Regions from separate parts of the Mus musculus genome. Here region 1 is linked to region 2. Evidence: chromatin contacts called from public HiChIP or PLAC-seq data. All regions are on one chromosome and are shown on one strand. Each heading gives the region's core, a stretch centred on a gene start, on an enhancer-like site or on the middle of the called end of the contact. The rest is flanking DNA. Distances are from core to core; before and after follow the strand shown. Region 1 has its middle 31 kb from the start of Rrp1b. Region 2 has its middle 2.7 kb from the start of Gm30509.

Evidence for each region. HiChIP or PLAC-seq counts read pairs in DNA pulled down with a chosen protein or histone mark.
Region 1: a contact with region 2 is called in a FOXA1 HiChIP or PLAC-seq map of pancreatic cancer cells. The contact joins two enhancer-like sites. A contact is called at or near these places in 3 of 484 Hi-C or Micro-C datasets (CD4 T cells, Th2 cells and bone marrow-derived macrophages), 3 of 115 datasets of contacts at active chromatin or transcription factors (bone marrow-derived dendritic cells, embryonic stem cells and pancreatic cancer cells) and 2 of 9 other capture datasets (adipose tissue and pancreatic islet).

The regions. Positions count from the first base shown.
Region 1 is chr17:32,066,042-32,069,092 of GRCm38.p6, reverse strand. No RefSeq gene overlaps it. Among named protein-coding and RNA genes, the nearest start is that of Rrp1b, 31 kb to the right of the region's middle. Within about 2 kb of position 1,377, at least 36 of the 459 cell types and tissues checked have an H3K27ac peak or open chromatin away from gene starts, as enhancers often do. A contact at or near this core is called in pancreatic cancer cells, where this site is marked.
Region 2 is chr17:31,872,140-31,875,557 of GRCm38.p6, reverse strand. No RefSeq gene overlaps it. Among named protein-coding and RNA genes, the nearest start is that of Gm30509, 2.7 kb to the right of the region's middle. Within about 2 kb of position 1,342, at least 67 of the 459 cell types and tissues checked have an H3K27ac peak or open chromatin away from gene starts, as enhancers often do. A contact at or near this core is called in pancreatic cancer cells, where this site is marked.

The DNA.
Region 1 (3,051 bases), core at 128-2,627, 190 kb before region 2:
ACTGTGACAGTGACTGAGGGTTAAATAGGTCCCTGAAACGATGTCCTCATCTTGACATCACAGGCCTGTATATAGGACTTCATTTAGAATGAGGCGGTTGATAAGGAATTGGTGGCCATGTTAGATTACAGTGTTCAACCCATGACTGCTGTCCTTGCAGAGGGGAAATTTGGAGACACAGAAGTTAGGATGTGGAGGCAGGAGACTGGAGGAGAGCAGCTCAGAGCCAGGGCAGGAGCAGGAACACCAGTGTGTGTGTGTGTGTGTGTGTGTGTGGGGTGTAAGACTGGTGTGCACAGGAGGTGTAGCCTGCTTTCTTAGGGGAGGAGGAGGCAGCCAGGCCTAGAGGGGAGCCCCAGGGCCGATGGGTGTCAGGGTCCAGGGATTCAATGCTTCTTTGTGTCCCTCAGAATCATTTGTCTCTCCCGAAGATCTGTGACCCTGAGATTCAGCCTTATCTCAGTCAGGCCTAGGGACGAGCGCCTAGCCACGGGGGACGTGACATGTGACACGTGACTTGTGGCTACAGAACTGTCAGCTACAGTCCCACACAGCAGCAAGCATCACCTGCGTGTCCTATGTCCAACAGGTGACACCACTGACTAGGAGTCAGAACGCTCCAGGTCCAAAGCCAGGAACTGTCTTGGGATATTTTCTCCTGCGTAGCAGCCAGTGCGTGTCACCTAACCTCTGTGTGTGACTTGGTGTTCTTGTTGGGACTCTAAAGCTGCTTGACAAAGTTAACTTTTAGGACATCTATACAATGTGAATCCACTACCCTCTCTTTCCCTATTATGTCCTCCCCACAACCTTTCCTATCTTAGGTATAAACAAACAAACAAACAAACAAACAAAGGAAAATTAAAAAAAAAAAAGAAAACTCACTAGTAGCAGCAACAACAACAAACAGTCCATACGATGCTGGTGCATGCTTTTAACTCCAGCACTCAGGAAAGCTGAGGCAGGCAGACCTTTGAATTCAAGGCTAGCCTGGTCTACAGAGCTAGTTCCATGACAGCCAAGTTCTCCTGACCTCATCCCTTCTCATTCCAAATTTTGTTACCATGCACTTTTTCTGTAGCCTGGAGTTGGGAGGTGAGCAAGGCATCTCAGCGGTATAGGGCCATCGGGATTGTAATGTACTGTCCTACGCCTGGTGTCCTATTAGTGAATTTATGCTGTACCTTCCCGCTGCTGTAAGAGCATACTCGACACTCTATCACTGATTTAAACAGAAATTCCTGTCTTCAGAGCTCTGGGAGCTAGGAATCCCAAGGGGAACAGGCCCCGTGCTCAGTCTGTCTGTCTCCAAGATGGTGCGTCTGTGGTCTTTACATAGAACAAAGGTGAAAGCAGCTTCCTGGAACCTTTGATGAGTCACTAGTTCCAGTCACAAGTGTGTAGCCCGCACTTCTTCATATGGCCGCTGGGCGTGAAGTTTCAACGTGTGAATTTATTTATTTTGTAATTCCGGGGCATCAATAAAAGCAGCTCATCCCAGGAGACCAAATTCCTCAGAGCTGGTCAGGCACCCACACTGTGTCAAGTTGGCGGTCACCTCTGTCAACATAAAACACGGTTGTCGTTTTAAAAGAATAGTTTATTCTGTGGCTGGAGGGATAGTTCAATCCATGAACAGTTTCAAAAGCACAAGGAGCCAAACATGATGATATGAAGTGGAAACTTGTAGTTTCTTTGGAAAGTTAGTCATGTCAAATGATGCTTTCCTGGGACACACAGGTGAAAGGCTGTCTTGCCAAAGCAAACACGTGAAAGACTTTTCCTGAAGCAGACACGGATAAAAGGATGTTTGCATATAGCAAACGCATGAAAGGACCCAGGAGGAAGGAGTATACACATGACCCCACAGACAGTGGGAGACGAGCACTGAGCACTGGTTTGGTTTGCTCCGCCTCGCTATTCTTCACTAAGGACACGCATGTACTGGTTCACCTTACATAGCATTGTTGAGCTCAACTTGTGATAACTCTGACACTGAGAGAAACTCGCCCAAGAACTGCTCATGAGGTTCCTGTGGCAGCTTGCTGCTTCCACAGCCTTGCCTCGGGCCAGCTGGTGAGCCTGGCGGTATCTTCAGGATTAAACTACGGCTGCCTGGTGTCTGCTTGCTGAAAGGATGGCACTGTTAAGTCGTATTTGGTGTTTGCTACTGCTAAAGAAGATCAAGCTCACCCAGAAGAACTACTGCTGAACAGGTCCACCTCCTCCACATCCTATTAACTTTTCTCTTCACCTTCCTCTGCTGGGTGGTGGGCTAGAGGTTGAACCCATAGGTTGCAAAAAAATGAATGCCTACAGTGGTACATACTTCTTATATTGATTGATTAATTGATTGATCAATTTTGGCTTTTTGTTTGTTTTCTGATTTTCGAGACAGGGTTTCTCTGTATAGTCCTGGCTGTCCTGGAACTCACTTTGTAGACCAGGCTGGCCTCAAACTCAGAAATCCACCTGCCTCTGCCTCCCGAGTGCTGGGATTAAAGACAGACACACCAGGCTCAACTTATTTTTATTATTTTGAATTATGTGTTTGTGTGTGCCCTAGCTAGACCGGGCTGGCTGGAACTCAGAAATCTGCCTGCCTCTGACTCCCAAGTGCTGGGATTAAAGGCATGCGTCACCACCGCCTGGTGAGAAACTGTGTCTTAAACAAAACATATAAAGAAAGCACACCTTTAAACTCCAAGAGCTTGCATCAGATGACATCAAAGCAGACACAGGGTGGGAGCTAACTTAGAGGAATTCCAAAGCTTCAGGAATGACTGCCCTAAGGTTCATTCCAGCCTCTAGGAGGGCAGCGTTCCTTCATACCCAGAAGGCTGCTGCAGAGGCCTGCAAAGGCTAAAGGAAGCCCAAACTCTCCTGCGCCAGCCCTTCACTGGAGCTGGAGGGGTCTGATGTGAGCCCCAACAGCTGGGGTGGCCTGACACCCTGTCTGTGACAAACCCAGTTGACTCTTGAATTTGAAACCCACCAGGGGTCACAGACATCTCCTAACCCCTCAGGGATGCAGGTGGAAGGTCCTGGGGA
Region 2 (3,418 bases), core at 93-2,592:
CCCCCAGGAAACCCCAGTGGTCACACTGGAGGAGATGCAGCTGCCGATGGGATTTTCCCAGCATGCTCTGCCTGGCTGGGCCGAAAGACAGACAGATAGTGCTATGACTAGAGATAAGGGGATACCCAACACTGGGCTTCCTCTCAAGGCCTCTCTGGAGGCAGAGAATTACTTTCAGCAACCGGGGATGGCTTCATCACCAATCTGAATTCTAGCACATTCCGTAGCTCTAGCACAGATAAAGCAGCCATTAATTCTAGCTGACATCATTTCCAGCTTCAGATGGGATCAATGGGCTCAGCCCTGGGAAAGGAAGAGACAGACAGTATTTGAGAGTGGTAGTGCTAAGTCCTTGAAAAGGGCCTTGCGTGGACAAAGGGGCTGACTGGAGCTTCGTTTCTGCCTCCCTTGCCCACACCACCCATCTGGTCTCTGGGTCATCCCTTCTTGGTAAACTTCTGCTGTCTGGATGAGCCAACGAGGCAGAGGAGAGGCCAGTGCTCGTCCCAGTATGGCTCTGACTTTGGGGTCAAAACAGGCCAGACACCAGGAGACCCATGTGGCCCTGTAACCCTCACCTTGCCCTGAGCTTTGCCTGTGCTGTCCACACAGAACTTGGCTTAGTGCAGGGCCCCCAAAGGGCAGGTCTGAGCCTGGACACGGGGTAAAGGAAGATGGTTTTGGAATCCATCCCAGGGATCCAGTCGATCCCCGACAGGCATGTGGAGACAGACGGACAGATGGACACGGGGTAAAGGAAGATGGTTTTGGAGTCCATCCCAGGGATCTAGTCGATCCCCGACAGGCATGTGGAGATAGACGGACAGAGAAGCTTCGAGAACAGCTGACTGCTATGTGCCACAGCGTCTGCACTCCGGGGCCCCAGGGAGGAATTGGTAGAGCTCTGTTTTACAGCCCTACAGTGATGGCAGGCAGACATGACCAGCTCCTAGTCCTGCTGGCTGGCCATTGTTCTTGGGGTCTTAGACTGGCTGAGTGCAGACTGCCATCAAGCAGGGACATATGGGCACAGAGCAAATAAAACCATCTTCTTTTACCTCATTAGCAACACCTGTGCCCCTTTGTGTGGCTCTGGGTCTGTCCAAGTTAATAAACTGCCCAGGGCTGATGGGGTAGGAGAAGGCGGGCCACAAAGGATAGGGCAGTCTGGAAGCGGAGAAAGAACTTCTCTGATGGATGTGTGTGTGTCACCATCCCTTGGCCAAAACAGTACCTAAAGTGTCCTGCTTTGCCATGCGGACTGGTCACTAAGAGGGACTTTTGGCCTAGTTGCCTGGAGCTCTCCCTCCGCTTGTGTCCAGGGGGCGGGGCTCTCTGCTGCTGCCACTTTCCTGGATCTTATTTTGCTGTGGAGTTTAGTACACAGTGCTGACCCTCGCCCTCCCTGCTGCTTTGTCACATCCAACATGATGATCTCACCCTTTCCTGTTCGTTTCCAATTAGTCTGATTCATCCTGACCTCTCCACGGGTCACCCCAGCAATTGGGTGCTCTCTCGAGGCTCCAGGCTAAATAAAAGAAACATTCTTACCCTCATTTGGTACATTATATGCGTAAGTGTCTATACGTGAGTGGGGTTGGGTGTTTTGCAAGTCTAGATATACACACGGCAACACACACGTTCACGGCCACTGACATAGAAACACAAAGCACACAAACAGTCCTGCGTATGTACAAACATACCCGTATGTACACAGATTCATGGGTGCACACAGAAATGCAAACATGGAAACAGGCACAGAGGCTCCTCTGTGTACTATCCATTAGACAGTGGCCTTGTAAGCCAACTAGGCTGCAGTCCAGGTACCAAAGCTAGCAGCAAACATAGTACCATGGTGTGGGCTGACGTCCTCGGAGACCCCCAGGAAGCACCTGGTTGTCCCTAGCCTTACACGGGGCTTTCTCGAACCGAGGATCCAAGGCTTCCCCATAAAAGGAGTCTTGCAGAGTTGATGATGCCTGCCACATCCTGTCCAACACTGACTTCTACAACAGACAGGGTGCTGGGAACAGGGGACCCTCTTGAACTGGTGAAGGTACTTGCTGGGAGACTCATGGTGACTGAGTGTACCACGCTCATTCTATAGGTGACTTGGCTCCTCAGTGTCCCAGCCCCCAACCTCACACTAACCAATGACTTCAAACTGAGTCTCTCTCTCTCTCTCTCCCATTACTCCTTCAAAGTGTTTGTGGTTTGGTGGCTTTAGTGTGGCATGTCTTGTTCGGGGCCCCTCCCCTACAGGGCATAGGAAGGCCAGCATCTGTTTCAGTCCTGTGTGGGTAGAGAGCAGTAGAGGGCATCAGCCCAGAGATCTGAGGAACTACAGATAAAAAGAGAGAGAGGACAGACAGCTAGACCCTGAGGCTACCCACTGCTAGCGTTCCCCAAACGAACACATTCCAAGTGTCTGTGCCTTGCCTCATTCACCTAGTAGTGTGTGACTCTGCATGGGACTCACAAGAGAAGCCACACTGTCCCAGTCTCCCTCAGAGGTGACACTGGAACCCACCCCTGAGAGAGCAGGTTGCTCACCTTCGAGAAGGAGCTCCTTGAAGCCTCCTTCCACCTGCTTCTGGCTCCCTGTGTTTCTGTGTGAGCCAGGGGTGCGGTGTGAAGCTGTGCCCACAGGGCACACTATCGTAGAGGCCCTCGGTTACTAGCATTTGGGAGATTCCCTGGTTACGTTTCTTTCCCCTCCCCTCCCTCCCTCTCTCTTCATTCCTTCCTTATATTATTTCTTCATCGCAGGAGACTCAGGCACCCCTCCAGGCTGCACAGGTGCCCCTCCCCCACCACTAACTTCTCCCTCTCTGTTGGTCCCATCCTGTATTAAGCCACCTCCCAGGGCCTGCTGTCAGTCATCCTGACATCTTTCCTTCCTGGGTAGTAACTGTGGGTGAACAGGTCAAGCCTGCAGCCAGAGCCAGCTGGGTCCCAAGTGAACACTCTCCGAAGCTTGGGGAACATGGTTCCAGCACAAAATAGGTCCACTTTCCCTAGGGATACTTCCCTGTCGATCCCTCAGTTACTTGAGGCTATTCAGCGAGGAGCAAGTCCTTCAAGCGCCTTCAGTGACACTACCATCTGCCTCTTTCTCCTCCTGTCAGGAAAAGGGAAAAGCCAGGTGCCAACAGAGATGCTTCAGAATCTAACCTGACCACACCTGTGACCGGAGGGTACACCATGCCATCCCTTCCCTGGCTCCACCTGGCTCCTCCCACGAAGGGCAGTGCCAGCCTCCGGGAGAGGTTGGCACACCGCCCATTGCCTTTAATTCACAGCTTGATCAAAAGGCTAGCCAGATCAAAGTTACATTTCTTATCACTTTTTAAGATTGAGTGAGGACTTGTGTACTGGGTGGAGCGGCCCTTGGTATCTGCTCTTTCTGTATAAACAT